5 separate regions of the Mus musculus genome follow, and all the other regions are linked to region 5. Evidence: chromatin contacts called from public HiChIP or PLAC-seq and promoter capture Hi-C data. All regions are on one chromosome and are shown on one strand. Each heading gives the region's core, a stretch centred on a gene start, on an enhancer-like site or on the middle of the called end of the contact. The rest is flanking DNA. Distances are from core to core; before and after follow the strand shown.

Region 1 (3,577 bases), core at 321-2,820, 440 kb after region 5:
GAGCAATAGCTCTGCCTTGTCAGGAAGTCTGGTAGCTGCTGAAACGCACAAAGCAAGTTAAAGTTTGCTACAAAGAACTCGACATCGTGTGTATTTGCCAGGTCTGGTCAAAGCAGAAAACAGACACTAAGAATCTCTGTGAGTCTCTGTTCTCTCTAGTAGATTGCTGTTTATATGTATGTAAGAGGTTTATCGCTTATGTGGCATACAGTATTTATAACTATATACTTTATAGAAGTACAGTATTAAAGTTGCTGGTATACATTCTGTACATATCTTGTGAGATGTGCTGTCATATGAAATAAATATGTCTTTATCACCAGCTGACTTCTTTACTCAAAAGGGAAGAGGTTTTTTTTTCTCTCTATGCATGTGTGCACTCCCACATTCGTGTGTGTGTGTGTGTGTGTGTGTGTGCACATAATACATGCAGGGAATAAGAGGTAGTTTATTCTGAAGCCAAATTTGAATGAATGACCATGACAGATTTGGGTTACCCCAAATTCCATGTTCACAAAGTTTTGTAGCTCTCTAAGACAAAGTCGTAAGTCATGGCAAGTTTAAAATACATTGGTGGAAATGCCAGAGAGGCATATACAGTAAGACGAAGTTTTTCTTTAGTTACCAGATGCTATTTGACGATATTCTTAACTTTTGGGTTAGTGAAAGCTACGTTTATAGATTTCAGAGCCTATATGCAAGTTATTTCTGACCCATAGGAGGGCAATGGACGTCTGTTCTAGGAGCTATAGCTAACAGAGACAAGGTAATCAGTCTGGACCCGCAGATTCACAGCCTCTCCACATCACTGCTGTTTTTATTACACAGCTTCTTTCCAGGAATTTCCATTGGCAAGTAAAAAATTTAATGTGCCATCACCACAAACAAACAAAAAACCCTCACCATTTAGCGAAACTATGAGTTTGAGATCATTTCAAAGCACAGGTTAATTTTCTTTGCTAATTTTCTTTACTCCTCTATTTGATTTTCTTCCATCCATTTGTTTTCTCTTTATAACACTAAAATGGGATCCTCAGCTGTGTCTGAGCGCCCTGGAAGAACAGCGCTGCGCCCGCTTGCCCTATCTGAGATTGTGGGGGACCGAGACTCCATGGGACGGGCGATAGACAGCTGTGGAACTAAATGAGCTCTGCACAGCAGCAGCGCTCCCCACTTTTTGACCGGAGACCCAAAGCAGAAGGCATTTCCGGAAGCGATCCGTGCCTGCGCGAAACCAGTCTGAGTTTGGCGGCGGCTATGCTCCCATAGTGCCCAGCGCTCGCTCTCATTCTTAATCCAGGAGTCGCCATGCTCCTCCAGCGGACATCTCCCGAGTCCCCGGACCGTCCGCACAGGCCTCTAGCTGTTAGTTTGGGTTTTGGTTGCCCGGGCAACAGCTACTTCCGGGAGCGGCGACTGTGCGGCCCGCACAACCTGTTCTTCAGCGCCTCCGGCCTTCCAGGCGCGAGTTCTAACTGGGCACGAGCTCAATGTTTGACTGTTGCCCCTGGCAACAGCCACTTCCGCGAGCGTGCGCCGTTTTCTTCATCCCTCCGGGCTGAAGCGTGAGCCGCGTTCCACGGTTCCTCCTCGGAGCAGCGGTTAATCTCAGGCTGGTGTGGGTCCGGCCGACCCGGCTCGGGCCTCGTGGTCCCTGCCCCGCAGCCTTGCCACCTCGGCGGCGCCTCTGGCGCAGCCATGGTTGTGCTGCACGTGAAGAGAGGCGACGAGAGCCAGTTCTTACTGCAGGCGCCCGGGAGCACGGAGCTGGAAGAGCTCACGGCGCAGGTGGCCCGCGTCTACAACGGGCGGCTGAAGGTGCACCGGCTCTGCTCAGGTGCGGAAAGGGAGGCCGGCGGCTTCGGGGTCAGGGGGCAGCGCCCGGGGTCGCGAGGATTTGGGGAGATTTGCCGTAGCCCGGGGTGGGAAAGGAGCATCAGGGTTGACCGGGGATGAAAGACCAACGGCTGGAGGAAACCCAGGCTCGCCAGCCAACCGCCGACTCGGAGGAGAGCAGCCGGGATGCCAAGTGAGGCTGAGCTAAGCCGGGATTTGGGCTTCCGGGAAGTGCGAACGTACTGGGTCGAAAGGTGGCGGGACGGAGCTGAGGGATCGGGGACGGTGGGAGTTGTCAAGGGTGAGGGTGGAGTGAGTGGTGGCTGCAGGGAAGGGGGACAGTTTGAGACGCTAAAAGCCCTGGCCCTTGAGTCTCTTCGCTTTGAAGCCGCCCATGAAAGTTCTCACCGGGAGAGCCTTGGTGTTGTTTTCTGTCTCCTAGGAAACACATGATTTTTACATTATAGAGAACGCCTTAAGACCCGTTTTATATATATAATCAAACTTAACTGCTTTCAAAGAAGGCTCAATATTAAATGACATATTAAAAGTAAAACATTTAGGGGGTGGGGGGAACCTCCGGGTCTTTAACATCATAAACCGAAAGTGTGGGGCAGCATGTAAGAACTGCATGGGTGAGCCAGGCGGTGGTGGCGCACGCCTTTAATCCCAGCACTTGGGAGGCAGAGAGAGGCGGATTTCTGAGTTCGAGGCCAGCCTGGTCTACAAAGTGAGTTCCAGGACAGCCAGGGCTATACAGAGAAACCCTGTCTCAAAAAAAAAAAAAAAAAAAAAAAAAAAACAAGAATTGCATGGGTGAATCTACACAGAGGTAGGCACTGAAGCAAATACCATGGAGGATCACTGCCCCTGGCCTGCGCCTCACGACTTGCTCAGCCTGCTTTCTCATACCACCCAGGACCACTTGCCTAGGGGTGATACCACCCGGAGAGTGCTACCCCCCCCCCCCTTACTGTCATTGAGAAAATGCCTTACCTACAGACTTGCCTACAAACAGTCTGAAATAGACATTTTCTCAGTTGAGGTTCCTTCTTCCTAGATACGTCTATGTTCATGCCAGGTCAACAAAAGCCAAGCAGAACCAATTGCTTCCTTGTCAACACCAATCGACATATCACCATGAAACCATAACCCTCTCCTTTTTGTTTATCCCCAAGACCTTATTAATATGGATATCTCAATATAAAACAAATTCCAACTTTCAGAAGTTCCACAGGCTTTTAAATTTTTTCACTTTAAAAATGCAGTCTCTTTCAAAGTTCAAACCTCTCTGTAATATCCATTACCGGGCACCTGTAAAAAGACCTAATCTCACTCCAAGAGGGAAGACCATGAGCGCACTCGCACTGGAAGGAGAACTGAAGTGCAGCCCTGTGAAGCTCGCTGTCAGAGGTGCGGGACTCAGGGTCTTCTCCGCTCCCTCTGCTCTGCAGGGCCCACAGAACACATCTCACAGGCTGAGGCTGGCTCCACTCCGTAGCTGCTGCTGTCCTTGGTGGTCATCCCATGGTGTTGGCATTTCCAAACTGCCGGAACCGCAGGCTTCCCCTTACCAATGGCACCGATTGCCTCTTGGCCTCTCTTTGGGCTCTCTCACCCTGCATCATGATGCCAGGCCTCAGCCTCTCTCCATGATCCTTTCAATCCTGGGGTTTCCCTGAAACTGAAGTTTGACCTGGCCTCTTCCTATGCCCAGCCTCTACTGTTCTCCATGACTCTT
Region 2 (3,923 bases), core at 402-2,901, 270 kb after region 5:
GAGGTCAGAACCCTCTGGAAGGTGTTCAGTTGTCTTGCCCTTTGCTGTTATCCCTCTGGGAAGACAGAAGAGTTTCATTCAGATCACCTCTAGCATGAAGGGCCATAAGGGCTGAGATATGACCAGATAGGGTTGAGGTTCAGATCATGGCAACAACTACACGTTGCTTTGATTCATGACTTCTTCTGAATTTCAGCTATCATCGACATCCCAGTTTGGTTGAGTTCATCTTCTAGAGAAAAGGCTACAGAAACAGGAAGTTAGAGTCCGTGGGATGAGTGGTAATTTGGCCCAATAAGTGTCCGAAGCCCCCATTCATTATGATGGGGCCAGAGATCTGTTCTGCTGGGTGAAAGGACTATGGTGTAGTACTGAAAACAACCAGGAGAATGCACACACATGCCCAGGATGTCATCATGAATCCTCCTGCCATGTAGAATAAATAGGTACCAGTACAAAACTTTTTGAAAAGCAGCAGGAGAAAAGAACCAAGCAGCTGTTGTAGTTTCATGTCTGCTGCTGTGGTGAATTATCCTGACCAAATGTGACTTGGGGGAGGGGAGGGGTTTATCTCTGCTTTCCGTTCCAGGCTGCCTCTCTTTACTGAGGAGAAATCAAGGCAGGGACTCAAAGCAGCTATGCACACATCCAAGTTAATGTCAGAGGGAAGAAAATGTACTTGTGCTTCCTGCTTGCTTTATCTAGCATTTCCCTGTCCTATACAGTTCAGGACTCCCTACCTAAGGAAAAAGTGCCGCCCACAATCGGCTGTGTCCGCCAACATCAGTTAACAAACAAAACATTTCCCCAAGATGTGCCCAGAGTCCAACCTAATCTAGACAACCCCTCTCTTGGTAGATTCTATGTCACGCAAGTTGACATTTACAAATAGCCATCAGAACAACGGAAAGGACGTGGATTTGAAGTTTAATTACTTCTTGTAGGCTGCAGGACTTCTCTCAATCCTTACTTTGTACATAGCTGTCTTCTTCCTTCCTGAATTTGAAGGTAGGGGTTAAACAGATGAACGTGTAAAACACAGGTACAGTTTCGACAACATAGTGGTTTGTTCCTACTTAAGAAGTGTTAGATGCTGTTATTGGCTGCTCTCAGGTTTGTCTAGTGCTCGCCTATCTCAAATGTGAAACTTGTATAGACCAGTGGCCTCAGTGTCACCTGGTTAGCAACATATCGGGTCTGTGCCCCCACTCCCTAGACTGAAGGAACCAGAATTTGAATTTTAGTAAGGTCTCTTGACTTACGTATCCATTAAAGAGTGAGCGACACTGGCTTCCAACACACTTTACACTTCTCCGGACACACCAGCCTTGTCCCTTGAGGCCTCAGCTGAGTGGTGTTTGTGTGAGTGAATATCAATTCTTCGGCCAGGATTCCTCCATATGCCAGCATTCTGCCCAGCAGTGGGTGCTGCCAGGCTGGTTATTTAATGAGTCTTATGATACATTAAATCTTCCAGACCTCACGGCAGTTTGACCAATAGAGAAATAACTTTTTTTTAAGGTAGCCCAAAACAAGCCAACTCAGGCGAGTAATGGGATTAGCATGGTGAACTCGGGGCTGGACCACGTGAGTCGCCCTCCATCTACCACGGCTGCTGTCCTCATGGCTGATTACGGTGCATTGTTTCATCAAATTAAGCACCAAAGGGGTGCTGTAAGGGCAGCATATGGCCCCCTTTCAGAAGTAGTTAGCTTGGCACTGTGCAAGCTGCCTGTCAGGCTCCTCTGAAACCTCCTAAATCCACACAGGGAGGCCGTTTACGTTCGCAAACACTGTCTCGTGAAAGTGACTGCCTTTCTCTGTGGGCTCCCCTGCCGTTGTTAAAAGTAAGGCCAGGACGTGGGGCTTGAAGCCTTGGAAGGATCGGGGAGGACAGGAAAAGGACCCATTACCTCCCATTTCTCTTCCCCTACCCCATCCTGGCAGAACAATCACGGTGGAGGATACACTCTCATTCCCCCCACTGAAAAGATGCCGGATGCTGGCAAATCCATTGTCCCTCGTCTCAAAGGAGCAGAGGTGACTGAGGGTAGGTTTAAAACTGAAGACAGGAATAACTGCTGTGGTTAAAAGATCTGTTGAGAGGGGCAGTAGTTTTTCTAGCAATCAGGGGTGGATGCTGGGGAGGCTTTGTGAAGGAACCAGGTGATGGCACCAGCATAAGTTGAGATGGAACCATGTGGTCTGTGATGCACAGAAGCACAGGTCTGGAGGCCCAGAGAAGAGTCATTAGGCTGCATCAGGAGCACTGTTTGGTTGCTATTTTGTATTGATGTGGCTTCTCTGCCCTCCAAGGAGCTTGGTGCTCACCAAGGTGTAATTAGTGAATAGCGATCCTCACAACACCCGCCCCGCCCCCACTGGGATGAGGGACGAGGTCGGACAGCAAAGGCACTATTACTCCCCTCCTCTCACCATCTCAAAGTGTCCCCCAAATAAGATGGCTTCAGCAACCTCCCTGCAGGACTTGGAGCCTACCATAGGGCACTTTCCATCTTCCATTAGTGGGTAGTCCTTTGTGACTTCTGGTCACCCAATTGTCACCAGCCCAGGGGGAAGAAGCGTCAGATTCATCGTCCCCTTCTTATCTCTACCCAAAAGGGAATAGAACCATTGCAGCCCAAGGGCACCCGGAAACAAAAGTTGTTGTTGTAGTCGTTGTTGTTAGAAAGCAGGGCGGGATCTGCTTTTTAATGTATTTTTAAAAAATCGATTCTTAAAGGGTGAAAGTCACAGCAATTGATATCTTACCAATTGCCCTGTAGTAACAACTGTTATTGGCATGGTGCCTCCCTGGGAACTGATTTTACATGGTACCTGATGGGCTTCCTGGTGGATACGGGGATCTTCCGGATGGTGTGACCCAATGACCCAAAATTTCCCTGACCCTTCCTCGAGCCAGAAAATCTGACAACCGACACTGCCGTTCCTCTAGTTGCCGGGGGACACTGACTTCTACCTTGACTCATTGGCTTGCCTCTGCTAGCATCATACGGTTTCGTCGTATTTCATCCTTCATAAAGTGTACCTACTAGAGTCTTGTGGTGGGAAGGAGTGGCGGCAAAGAGCAGGCACGGCCTCAGTAACTGGATGCTGAGAGTTCAGGTCTTGAATACTTAGGCACAAGGCAGGGAGAAGGAACCGGAAGTGGTGGAGACTTTCAATCTCAGAGCCCGCCCCCAGGGACGTACTTCCTCCAGCAAGGTTGTGTCACCTAAAACCTCCCCGAACCGCACAACCAACTGGGGGATGAGCAAATGTTCAATTGCTCAAGTCTATGGGGGGACCATTTCTAATTCCAACTACTATGGTGTCCGTGGGTGTTTTTAAAAGAAATACAATTTTAAGACACTCAACTCACACTGAGTTGGAAATACCAGCATGAAGAGATATGTCATGGTCAAAGAAAGGGGAGCTTTTACTTCCTGTTTTGAATAACATGGATGTTTTTAAAGGAAAACATGTGTCTTGGAGAGGAAGCTCTTTCATTTCAAGCTCACAATATATTATGAGTCTCTACCTGCTTCACTTTGTTGTAACCTAGTGTCCTGGTTGCTTCTGGGGGTAGAATCTACTAGGTTGGTGCACACTCACAACCTTTGCCACTAGGCTGAAATGACAGCTAGGCTTAGCGCTTAGTCAATTTAAATGACCTTAATCAACTCATAACCCTGACATCCTAGGCAGCTTTGGGACCTACTGTAGCCGAAGCTCAGCAAACAAGCAACCGGCTTGGGGAACACACCTGGGGTGAACTATTTTTTGGTATCAATTTAAGCCCAAACACTGATGCAATTTGGCCCTCTTTAGAGCTGGGCTTCATCAGCCACTCTCCGGTTAATTAGCTGGAGCTATAAGATGTTGCTAATAGCCACACGGCTTGTAAACATGTTGCACAGGCT
Region 3 (3,708 bases), core at 160-2,659, 300 kb after region 5:
TTTTTGCTGACCTCCACGTGGGTGCCACAGCCCTCACAAGGAGATGAAGTATTTTTTTCACCCCCTTTCATACACCATTGGTTAATGACCACTCAATAAGGTGTCATTGGACTGTTTTCCTGTGTCTGACTCACTCCACTCCTGGGCATCCTTTAGGGACCCTGATCAAAAAAACTTCAGCCTCCCTGGAGAAAGGTGGCCCCACCATTGCTAAGATGTGTGTCTATTGGTTTTGTTCCTTCCTTTACATGGTTTTCCACAATCACTCCTGTTTACCTCTGTGTCCTTCAAGCCTTCTGGCACAGTGCTTGTGTGTGGTAAGGACCAGTGGGTAGATAGGTGGGTGGGTGGGTGGGTAGTGTTATCCCATATTCAGGTGACTCTATATCCATTTCTCTGGTCCCGTAATGTATCACATTAGTGAGACCCTCCTCTATCCAGCCTTCATTAGTCATTAAAGACTGGATTTTAGGTCACAAGATTGGAACCTTCATGAATGAAATTGGGAGTCATAGAAGGGGCTGGGACATTCCTGGAAGGGTTGTGAGGACATCCCTGGAAGGGGTCATCTATGAGCCAGGAAGTGCCCCTTCCTCATCTGATATTGAATATAAGACTAGAGTCTTAGATTTCCCTGTCTCCAAAAGACTAAGAAATGGTTTAGTTTTGTTTGGGTTTTTTTGGTTTTGGTTTTTTGAGACAGGGTTTCTCTGTATAGCCCTGGCTGTCCTAGAACTCACTCTGTAGACCAGGCTGGCCTCGAACTCAGAAATCCACTTGCCTCTGCCTCCCAAGTGCTGGGACTAAAGGCGTGCTCCACAACTGCCCGGCCTAAGAAATGTTTCTAAGCCATCCAGTTTAGGACATTTTGTAGCAGCCCCAAATAGACTAAGCCACCACTGAATGAACACAGATTTTTTTTTTTTTACATGTTTACTTACTTTCTGGCTTCTAGCATTTAAAAATGAGTTCATGAGAGGGGAGAGACTGGGGCTACGTCCCAGAAAGAGAAATGAATTCATGTTCTCTTTGGAGCAATCACAGTCGAATGGTTTTTGCACCATCTGAGGCACTTACCAACCGTAAGTAAAAATTCATCAGGCCTAAGAGAGTGGAACAAATCGTGGATGTAAAAGTGTCGTCCAGGCGTCTCCGCAGTCCACAGTCAATCCATGCAACTTCCGGCTGCAGTAGAATCTCTTCCATTTACGCCTCTCCTTTGTGGTCAGTCTACAGCAGCAGTAGACTCCCCGTTTCTTCTGAAAATTTCCCGGCTTAACAGCCCCAAAGAGACAGGTTCTCTCCTACTGGTTAATAAAACTGGTAGGCCAGTCAGCTTCCTTCTGGCTGCCATGGAAACCACCAGGCCAAACAGAAAAGAACAGTAAGTGAGAGACCACGAGACCACGCATTCCACCCGGCTTGCAGATTAAAGCAGCTGTCAAGCCAGGGTGAAGGCGCAGTGGCCAGGGAAGAGCTCCAAGGTCTGCAGATTGGACAGGCAAGGCCCTGCCGTGGGGCCGCAAAATGTAAGTAGCGCCCCTGCTCTGTTTAAAACGCCTGTCAGCTCAACAGACTTCTGCTGTACGGCCAGAAAGTCTGGGGACGACTGGAGGGGCTCTATCAGGGTAACTTCCTGGAACTGCCGCATCCCTGGAATATGTCACTGTAAAGGTGGTGGGTGCCACCAAACACCCTTTGGGCTTCTACGCAACTGGATAGCTTACTACCATTCTCTGTCTTGCAAAGGAAACACTTTTTAGGGCACTAAGCAAGGAGTGGAATGGTCTTTTCATTTAGACCCTACACAGATAGGGATCTGAACTTGTTTCTATTTTTAAGAGTTTGTTTAAGCTCTTCTGCTCATCTTTAATACCTAATAACGATCATGCAGCCCCAGACCCTGGCTCTTTCCGTAGTGAGTGGCAAAGAAAATCAAGGCCTCTGAAGTAGCACTGCCTACGATGTGATGTCTGGGGGCCTTGCTTTATCCTTCAGAGGTGTCTTACAGCTCATGCCAGTCGTCATAGCATTTCCTCCTCAGAAAACTCGAACTAAAGAACAAACAGTAAACTTCTTAAATAAGATTAAAAGGCATTTATGGGGGAAAAGACCTTATAAAATACTAAAAAGCCAGACTTTTATTGTTTGCAAACTGCATGTTGTGAAAAAAGTGATTCTTAAGTTTTTAACTTTTTTTTTTTAGAATGAATAATGCAATATGTTTGGAGGGGAAACAATTTTTTTCATTTTTATTTCTGACAGAAATAGGGCAGTTTCAGAGACTAATAGTTTCTGTAACGTGTTTATGGAAATTGGTGCTTTTCAACAGCTATCTCGTGGTTTCCAACTTTCTCACACCAGTTTTTCATTGCTTAAAACTGGCATATGATCAGGGTTGAGAATCTGGCACCCAGTGGCGGGTGCCTGTGCCTTTAAGAGACAAGTAAGGGGACAGGAGTCAGTGTGACTTGGGAGAAGCTGTCTAGCTGGCAGCCACAGCTAAGCAAAGCCACAGGTTCAAATACCAGGGAGTAAACCACCTCCCTGAATTCCAGGTCGCTCCAGGGGAAAACTTGAAAGTTTCTCTCATCGTCAGCTTCTCCGTGTTCAGAAGAAGGACAGGTAACTGCCCAGTTTGGTTAGGGACTCCTGGGGCTCTCTCTGGCTAGTTTTCCTATCACTTCTCACACCTGTGCTAACTGAAGCCACACTCAGCTTCCATTAGCTTCTCTTCTAACGATGAACTTGAACTCATTAACTAATTTACACCCGTTTCTTTTTCAAAGGCTGTTTCTGAAGGGTTTATGGATAACAGAACCCACTTGATTTATCTCGTTAAGCATAAAATTGTAATCTAGCAATGGGGTATAAGGTGTGGGACATCAGTGGAGTCTGAATTTCCCCTGGGGCTCCTTACGGTGTGCTCGGCTATCTGGTTTAAAGTCTGAGCCATTACTAACTAGATCCGGGATCTTTGACAAGTTATTCTATGTCTCCATTTTGTTTAATATGATAGTGGGCCTTTACTATCTGCTTTTAGGGTTACCGCAAGTAGTCAATGGCCTAAGACATTCAGTATCTGGAACAGTATCTGGCACAAAGATGTACCCATTCCATGTTAGTGTTACTAAGTAAGACCAGGTGTGTGCCTGTGGTGCCAGCTGCAACTGTGAAAGGCCAGGTGTATGCCTGTGATGATGCCAGCTGCTCCTATGGAAGGTCAGGTGTGCCTGTGGTGCCAGCTGCACCTGTGGAAGGCCAGTGTGCTTGTGGTGCCAGCTGCACCTGTGGAAGGACAGGTGTGTGCTTGTGGTGCCAGCTGCACCTGTGGAAGGACAGGTGTGTGCTTGTGGTGCCAGCCACTTGAGCTCAGGAGCCAACATAGTGAAACCAGCCAGAGCAAATATGATGAGACCTGTTCTAAAATAAAAACCAGCAATTCCATAAATAAAATACACAGAGAATGCCTGCCTGATCTCAGTCACCATTAGCATGTCAGAGGTTTCACTTGGTAGAGGACATTGTCCTCTGTTGATGCCTGTTCTCCTCTTTGTAGCTGTTGGCGTTTGTTCTTCTTGTTGTGGTCATTATTTCAATGAGAATTTCTTACACTATATATTTTGAGCATATTTATCCTCCTCCCCAGTTCCTCCTGGATCCACCTCCTTCCTCACCCACCCAACTTTATACCCTTTAAGAGACATG
Region 4 (3,530 bases), core at 421-2,920, 380 kb after region 5:
GAGACCTTATTGTCCCCAGATACTGTGCTGTGTGTTCCCTAGACATTCTCCTCGTAAGGGCGCACAGCAGTCCTGCCACTGCCACTGCTCAGGCCCTCTTCACGCTTACCAGTAGCTAGCCATGCTTTCTATGATGGAAAGATCCATTCAGATCTGTATAGTTGATTTAAAAGGCAGGCCTTAATCTCCTCAACTCTAGAGCTCTAGTCTCTGACCCTCAGGACCTAGGAGAACAGTTGTTTTATAGGATGTTGTCCCTCCTTGCTGTGTGGGGCTTCTGCTGTTGCTCACCTTTGACAGAGCTATTTCAGAAGCTGTGCTGTTTTCGTCAGTCAGGTGACAGCTTTAAACTGCCTTGTTAATGTGTCAATATCGGTATGCACTTTGATTACTGGTAAAGGTAATCGTCTACTAGGTGTTGCAGGCTTTTGTTCTCCCTCCTGATTGTTCTGAGGACTTTGAGACTAGATAAACACCCCTTTCCTTGTGGAACTTCTAGTCTATACGCATATTCAGGGAGTAATAACATTCATTATTATTTCCTTTGTTGCTTATACTCTACATTTTTCAGTACCATTGAACATGTAGCAATGGAACCTACCCTAAGTTCAAGAGCAGGAAGTAGGTAGCTCTTCCAGGGTCCCACACTGTACCCCTGGGACCAGGTTCACCTGCCTCTGCATCTCCAATGCTGGGATTAAAGTATTAGTCACTGTGCCCAGAAAAGAGGTTCCCTCTAATGCTGGCTCCTTAGACTTAGACAATTAGTAACTGACTTAAGCCAATTTCCTCAGGTCAAATGGAAGGTGTAGCTTTGTCCTTAGGGTACTGTGAAAATTAAATAGTGCACATAAACACCTGGCCTTGTGTTAGTGCCATAATCATCGCAGAGATGATGAACTAATACTGTAGCTGTAAGACCATTTCTAAATTGCTGGTAATAGAAACTCATGGCAGTAAAAATGTAACCTCGGGCTGGTGAGATGGCTCAGTGGGTAAGAGCACCTGACTGTTCTTCCGAAGGTCCAGAGTTCAAATCCCAGCAACCACATGGTGGCTTACAACCATCCGTAACAAGATCTGACTCCCTCTTCTGGTGTGTCTGAAGACAGCTACAGTGTACTTACATATAATAATAAATAAATCTTAAAAAAAAAGAAAGAAAAAAAAACAATAATAAAAAAAAAATGTAACCTCATCTGCTTTAGTCAGAGAGAGAGAGAACTCAGAAGATAACTCTGAAATACAAATAATTAAGTGGCTTGGTGTATGCTTACATGTTTAAGCTAGATGACGGTGCAATAGAAGGATGGTCACTGGGCCTGAGAGACAGTGTTTATTTGTTGTGCAATTGAGAAGAAAATAGTTATGAGGAGAGAATATTTATTTCATGATAATTTAGGTTACAGAGACTATTCATATGGGGAGAGAATTACTTAATATTAAGTTACATTTTCTTTTTAACTCTTGCTGGCTGTGGTCATTGAACCTAATGGTGATTTTTTGCTAACTGCTAATTTAACCTAATTGCTGCTGACACTAATACATCAGTAATTCCTTCATTCCAATGACAGCAATAATATTTTAAATTCACACAGCATGTAGCCTGAGGGACTCCGTAGAGCAGTCTGACCTGGAAACCGCATTTTCTGCCATGAAAAATTGAGACCCACTCCCAGCCCCACCCATGGTACGCTGAATGAGGAAGTGCAGCACTTAAGAAAGGCAGCTGTAGTTTCCTTTAGAAAACAATTCAGTTTTTGTTGTAAATTTTAAATTTGAATTGACCATAAACACATAGAACAATATAATGCTAGGACGGCTAGATATGTGAAAGAAGACACGATTCCCCTAGCATGCTAAAAGTCTTCCCCACTCTAGTTTCATACTGGTTACAGAAAGGCCCACACTTAATAATGAACATATTAGAGAATGTGATGGTGTTAGTTGAGTCATTTAGCTTTAGCCTGTGCTGCCAGCTAACTGACCATAAGTCCCCGGCTGGCCAAAGTGAGCCGCGGAGGAGAAGCTTGAGTAGACAGGGTGGAGAGAGGCAGATGGGGAAGTGAGATACTATGTGGAACTCTGGGGAAGAGCTTTAAGATAAGAGTCTGGAATCCAAGGAATTGGCAAGGAATCTTGGATAAGATGTAGATTGAGAAGAGCCTGTGTCTGCAGAGAAGATAGACAGGAAATGGGAGGTCAGAGCAATCTGCTTACTTGCTTTCCTAGAGCAGCATACAGGAGCCCTGCCAAGGGTTCTGTGGTTGTGGTGTGGACAGAGGGGAGGGAGAAGGCTAAGTGTGATGAGGACAGGGAATCCTGTGACCTAGCAAGCCTCCTCGAGCTGGGGAGAGGTGGGACAGGGAACGGAGGGCAGTGGCTAAGTTTGAATTTCACACTTCAGAATGTGCTATTTGAAATTCTTTGAAATACCAGATGTGGTTTATGTTCCTTGGTTCTTTGTTGTATCTTAAATGTGGATCTGCTAAGTGCTAGGAAGGTTCTGCCTTTAAACATCCGGGATTTTTGTTGTTGTTGTCTTTTATTTTATTTTATTTTTTTATCAGTAGACTAACCATAGTAGCCTGCTCTAGGGAAATTATTGCCTGGCTTGAGCTCATTAGCAAGTTTGCCTCAGCTTAGAGCAAAGGAAGTGAGAGGAAGGTCAGTAAAGACTGCCCCACTGCCATGCTAAACCGTGTGGTCAAGCAGTGGCTTGCAGCATTTACCAGTTTATTCAGCTTCTGTGTCCAGGATAAACGAGTGAGTAAAACAGGCTATCAACAAGAAGACAGACTCCTTAGATGGGCAGAATTCTGTAACTCCAGCAAGAAAGTTCTTCTACTAGTTGGACAGAATACCTAATATAATACACTGGTGTTTGGAGAGGTCACCTATATCAAACATGGAGATACTGAGCTGGTGCCCACAGAGACTTCATCCCTATGTTCCAGCATCCTTGATACAGAAAGGTATTCTGCACATTATCAAGGGTAATGTAAATACCAAGCCAGCTACAAAACCTTTATTCACAACAGTGTCCAGCCTGTAAGATATGCTAAGGTAATGGTGGCACAGGGCTTGCAGAAGTAACCCACCAACAACTGATTTGACTCGAGGCTCACTTCACGAGGTGAACCCAGATCTGACACAGCTTGAGTGGTCAAGAACCAGAGACTAGATAACCCAGTGACATAGGGGGAAACCAAGTCATGCTGGTCTAAAGACAGAGAGAGAAAAAAGAGAAAATAGATAGATAGATAAATGGGGAAAACGATCCCATTTTGAAGCTTTGTTTCAAGTCTGGCATTACAACTAAATAGATTCTAATGTTTTCAATTATTATTTTTAACAGCATCTGCAGAAAAGGAGGCTATTAAAGGCACATATGCCAAAGTACTGGATGCATACGGACTTTTGGGAGTTTTACGATTAAATCTTGGTAAGTCTGTTATTCCGTGTGGTTAATCTACTTTTTCATTTCTGTTTTTATAGTTCTGAAGATGAGAGAGACTACCTGTATATCA
Region 5 (3,857 bases), core at 1,084-3,583:
CTAACGAGCCAATGATGGTCTATCTCATTCAAACCACTACACACTGTTTTGGGGGGTGGAGTGGGGGGTTAGTGGCATAAAAACAGGTCATACATGATCAGTATGGACCCTGGCTCAGCCTGCAGTCATGATGGCTATACTTGAGAAGGGTGGGCAAAACACAGGCTCTGTGCCAGCACCTCTGATTTCATGAATGATAGAATACACTTTAGACGTTTCTGGAACCAGAAATGGCAGCATGAACAACTCTTCTCACTTGGTTGCCCGTTTTCAAGAACTTCTTAAGGTCAGTGCATTTTAATTTGGGTGACAGGTTAGATTAAAATATGAAGGCCAGTAATCAGAGAATATATTTGTATCACTGAATCTTCAACAGTGTGAATGTCTAGAGATGTAACAGGAAAATCAGTCTACTGAGGCTTGGTGTGGACAGGTAGGAGTAGTAGAATATTCATTTGGGAATTTGGGAGTGGTCTAATTTTTTTTTCTTTTCTTTGTTTGAGATAAGATCTCACCAAGCAGCTTACTCCTGCCTCTAACACAACATCCTTTCACCTCAGTCCCTTGAGTTTTAAGTGAGATTACAGGTTACTCAGTAGATGGAGGTATGCATGTTTTACGTCTGGTCTGGGGCTGTAGCTCCGCAGCCGACTGTTATCATTTATCTGATATGGTTGCACCACTACCACCACCAACCCAACAACAACAAAAAGTAGTTTCACTTCTAAAACAGTACCTCTTAGGCTATGGTCTTCCTAGATTTATTTTAGACACATTGTTGAGTAACTCAAACCAAACCTCAGAGAGCTCTTTAACTCAACATTAACTACTTAACTAAAACTTGCAGCCCTGAGAATCCAAGCCAGGAAATCCAAGACTACGAGGAAGGGGCACTACAACTTCAGCTCTCTTTAAATGTTCAAATAAATACAGGGGAAAAAACTTTAGAATAGTCACATCCGGGTTTTTCTTTTTATGATTTAAATTTGAAAAGCCACTTTTGAACAACAGTCACTTCCTGCGCCACACTGATGAACCTCATTAACGATCCCCAAATTGCTAGTGTGTTGGTGAAGTCGATGAAGCCATATTTGGTGTGACCTCTGTTACCCCAGTACCAGACCCCACCTCATTACTCTCCCAAGGCTGCACAGAAGGACTGACAGGCAAGGGACAGGGGACAGTAGGGCAAACTCAGTCTCTGGTCCCAATCTTAGCACCTTTCTTAGATGACACTTGGGCTATTTCCTAAGATCTCCTGTCACACAAAACAGGGACATAAAACAAACATTAAAACACAAAAGTTCATAGGTTGTCAAAGTTTTCCAGTAGAGCCATGTTAACCAAATAAATGGGTCAATGGGGCCAACGGTTTACCGCATGCACTATTGGCTGGCTTGGAATAGAAATGCAAGCTACCAATAAACTCAGTGCCTTTCCTGTATCCCATCCCTGCCCATCTTCTGCGGGCCACAACCCCTTCAGTGACCTCGTAGGAGCTTGAACAAACGATCCTGGGACCTTAGGTAGGTTTCAGGGCGCGCAGTGTGTGTGTGTGTGTGTGTGTGTGTGTGTGTGTGTGTGTGTGTGTGTGTGTGTGTAGGGGGAGGGGTGTCAGGACGCAGAACAGGACCCAGAGGCTGGAGATGATAACTAGCTTGGCAAGGCGTAGTGGATCCTAAGGAATGTGGACCCCCTAGGATCTGGCAATGGCTCGGGCTAAGGTGCCCCATGCACCCTCGGTGAGGCGACGCTGGTGGAGTGAAGGCAGAGAGCCCACAAAAACCCAGAGTTCACCAAAGGAACGGTGAAAGGAAGGCGCCCATGCGGGGGCCACGAGGGCCCCCCATACGCAGCTTGTGGGTCGGGGGAGCTAGAATCCTCAGACTCTCCACGGAAGAAAGGCAGGAAGAGGCGGAGTCCCGAAGAGGAGAATTGAAAAGGGGATTCCGGGAACTGGCAGCGGGGAGGCGGCCCAGTCCTACTGTCCGCGAGGCGAGCGACACCCATTCATGTCCCCGTAATGCCCGCAGTACAGTACCTGAATCGCCGGGTCTCGTGAATCCCCCTCTGGGATGTCCTGGGGCCACCTCCGAGCTGCTCTGGGCATCAGGCGCAGCTGCGCGCGGCTGGCGAGCAGTGGAGGCAGGCGGGAGCCGAGCCAGGCGAAAGGGACGGCGGCGGGATGGCCGGTGCCCCGCGACCCGAAGAGTCTCCGCTGGCAGCCTGGTTTCCCCTGGTCTAGGGCTAGACCACGCAGGCTCCCGGAGGCCAAGGGTTCCCAGCCGCGGGGTTAGCGGTGAACAGAGAACGAGGCGAGAGGCGGGGCCCGGGCGGAGCCGGCGACAAATGGGCACTTTCGCATCCATTACGACCCCACCCACTTCAAGTACAGTCCAGGGAGCCAGAGTTAACGGATCGGGGTTGTTGTGTTTATCGCTGCCTCCTTGGAGGACTAGGTAGTGCCTGATCCCTAGAACTAACTGGATACGAATGGGTTGGGTGCCTGGCCTAGTGATGCGGGTGTGTACTCTCTTCTTCCAGGAAGGCCTTGGCAGGAGGATCTCGAATTCAATACCTATCTGATACAGAGCAAAATTAAGGCCAGCCTGGGCAATGTAGGGACACCCTGACTCAAAATACAAAGGAAGAGGGGTCTGGGCAGAACTGAGTGTCAGAACGCTTGTCAATCATGCTTCCCTCTCTTCCCCTCCCCTCCCAGTCCTCCCTCTTCTCTCCCTCTCTCATCTTGTGCTTACTTGTTTTTAAGCTCCTCTGATTATAATTTTCCACACAGGACACAAACAAAAATTATAAATACCATAACTCATTGCCTGCTTCTTCTTGGGTCTTTGCTTACTATTCCCCAGGGCCCTCTCTCAAGACCAAACGATTTTTTTTTTTAAGGATTTATTTATTATTATATGTAAGTCAGACACTCCAGAAGAGGGAGTCAGATCTCGTTACGGGTGGTTGTGAGCCACCATGTGGTTGCTGGGATTTGAACTCTGGACCTTCGGAAGAGCAATCGGGTGCTCTTACCCACTGAGCCATCTCACCAGCCCCTTTTTTTGGTTTTTCAAGACAGGGTTTCTCTGTGTAGCCCTGGCTGTCCTGGAACTCACTCTGTAGACCAGGCTGGCCTAAAACTCAGAAATCCGCCTGCCTCTGCCTCCCGAGTGCTGGGATTAAAGGCGTGCGCCACCACGCCCGGCTAAAGACCAAACGATTTTAGAGTAAGGAGAAACAATCTTTCCATACCTACTTAGGAACTGACATCCCTTGTCTTCCGAAATGGAATACGCGGGAGCTTTCTGTAGCGTATGCACAGTCTAAGTATGAAGGTGGAAGTTCCAAGGTGGAAATGCTAATGGAAGTCTGTAAGAGGAGGCGTGGCAATGATGCCTACCTGGGCCTGGATTCTCACTTTCAGATCTCCGAGGGAAGAGAAGGGGAGGTAGTTCACAGTTTATGTAAAGGGATTTTCTTTCCGTTAAAAAGCGTGTGTATGTGTTTTCCCCCTCTTTAAAGACAAGATCTCTTTGTGTGTCCAGCTGGCCTGAAACTTAAGATCTCCCCGCCCTACCCACCAAATGCTAGAATCACCATTCCAGAGCCACCATATGCAGTTTAAGAGAACAGTTTCATCTACCAGGACTGACAGTTGCTGAGTCTCTCTTTCTGGGCTGACCTGAAGAGGTTTCCACCACTTATGTCACACTGGCAGAATTCCTACCAGTCTCATGAATTTGAAAGGCTCTTATCTGGGATCCTGGTTCTCTACAAAAGCCGTTCAGTGCTGAAATAGTTTCAGCCACAGTTTCAAAGAAGTTGTAGAAGTAGCCCCGAGCAAGTGG

What was found. HiChIP or PLAC-seq counts read pairs in DNA pulled down with a chosen protein or histone mark. Capture Hi-C pulls out chosen DNA fragments and counts their contacts.
Region 1: a contact with region 5 is called in a promoter capture Hi-C map of adipose tissue. The contact joins the promoter of Cfap298 here to the promoter of Ifnar2 in region 5. A contact is called at or near these places in 4 of 39 promoter capture datasets (embryonic stem cells, frontonasal cranial neural crest, hippocampal neurons and 1 more), 3 of 115 datasets of contacts at active chromatin or transcription factors (embryonic forebrain, embryonic stem cells and memory CD8 T cells) and 1 of 9 other capture datasets (adipose tissue).
Region 2: a contact with region 5 is called in an H3K4me3 HiChIP or PLAC-seq map of embryonic basal ganglia, with 2.3 times the contacts expected there. The contact joins the enhancer-like site here to the promoter of Ifnar2 in region 5. A contact is called at or near these places in 10 of 39 promoter capture datasets (the C10 cell line, cranial neural crest, embryonic stem cells and 6 more), 3 of 484 Hi-C or Micro-C datasets (the HPC-7 cell line, embryonic stem cells and liver), 17 of 115 datasets of contacts at active chromatin or transcription factors (the HPC-7 cell line, the SCID.adh cell line, bone marrow-derived dendritic cells and 12 more) and 5 of 9 other capture datasets (adipose tissue, embryonic stem cells, embryonic trunk and 2 more).
Region 3: a contact with region 5 is called in an H3K4me3 HiChIP or PLAC-seq map of embryonic basal ganglia, with 5 times the contacts expected there. The contact joins the promoter of 4932438H23Rik here to the promoter of Ifnar2 in region 5. A contact is called at or near these places in 19 of 39 promoter capture datasets (the 3T3-L1 cell line, 3T3-L1-derived adipocytes, the HPC-7 cell line and 14 more), 4 of 484 Hi-C or Micro-C datasets (the HPC-7 cell line, embryonic stem cells, female germline stem cells and 1 more), 29 of 115 datasets of contacts at active chromatin or transcription factors (the 230-238 cell line, the HPC-7 cell line, the NIH/3T3 cell line and 18 more) and 3 of 9 other capture datasets (adipose tissue, liver and pancreatic islet).
Region 4: a contact with region 5 is called in an H3K4me3 HiChIP or PLAC-seq map of bone marrow-derived macrophages, with 3 times the contacts expected there. The contact joins the enhancer-like site here to the promoter of Ifnar2 in region 5. A contact is called at or near these places in 2 of 39 promoter capture datasets (hematopoietic stem and progenitor cells and liver), 6 of 115 datasets of contacts at active chromatin or transcription factors (the 230-238 cell line, bone marrow-derived dendritic cells, bone marrow-derived macrophages and 2 more) and 2 of 9 other capture datasets (liver and macrophages).

The regions. Positions count from the first base shown.
Region 1 is chr16:90,932,842-90,936,418 of GRCm38.p6, reverse strand. Cfap298 (cilia and flagella associate protien 298) reads left to right here and starts at 1,570. Exons shown (of 7, transcript NM_026502.2): 1 at 1,570-1,837. The coding sequence starts at 1,699. It overlaps Synj1 (synaptojanin 1), which reads left to right. Exons shown (of 32, transcript NM_001164483.1): 32 at 1-322.
Region 2 is chr16:91,097,324-91,101,246 of GRCm38.p6, reverse strand. It overlaps a transcript of 4932438H23Rik not described here. Among named protein-coding and RNA genes, the nearest start is that of 4932438H23Rik, 30 kb to the right of the region's middle. Within about 2 kb of position 1,651, at least 18 of the 459 cell types and tissues checked have an H3K27ac peak or open chromatin away from gene starts, as enhancers often do. A contact at or near this core is called in embryonic basal ganglia, where this site is marked.
Region 3 is chr16:91,066,853-91,070,560 of GRCm38.p6, reverse strand. 4932438H23Rik (RIKEN cDNA 4932438H23 gene) reads left to right here and starts at 1,409. Exons shown (of 3, transcript NM_028905.4): 1 at 1,409-1,529.
Region 4 is chr16:90,993,856-90,997,385 of GRCm38.p6, reverse strand. Synj1 (synaptojanin 1) reads left to right here. Exons shown (of 32, transcript NM_001164483.1): 3 at 3,359-3,445. Among named protein-coding and RNA genes, the nearest start is that of 4930404I05Rik, 16 kb to the left of the region's middle. Within about 2 kb of position 1,670, at least 149 of the 459 cell types and tissues checked have an H3K27ac peak or open chromatin away from gene starts, as enhancers often do. A contact at or near this core is called in bone marrow-derived dendritic cells, bone marrow-derived macrophages, extraembryonic endoderm stem cells and 3 more, where this site is marked.
Region 5 is chr16:91,371,259-91,375,115 of GRCm38.p6, reverse strand. Ifnar2 (interferon (alpha and beta) receptor 2) reads right to left here and starts at 2,333. Exons shown (of 9, transcript NM_010509.2): 1 at 2,042-2,333. It overlaps Gm36587 (a long non-coding RNA gene), which reads left to right. Exons shown (of 4, transcript XR_876244.2): 1 at 1-1,526.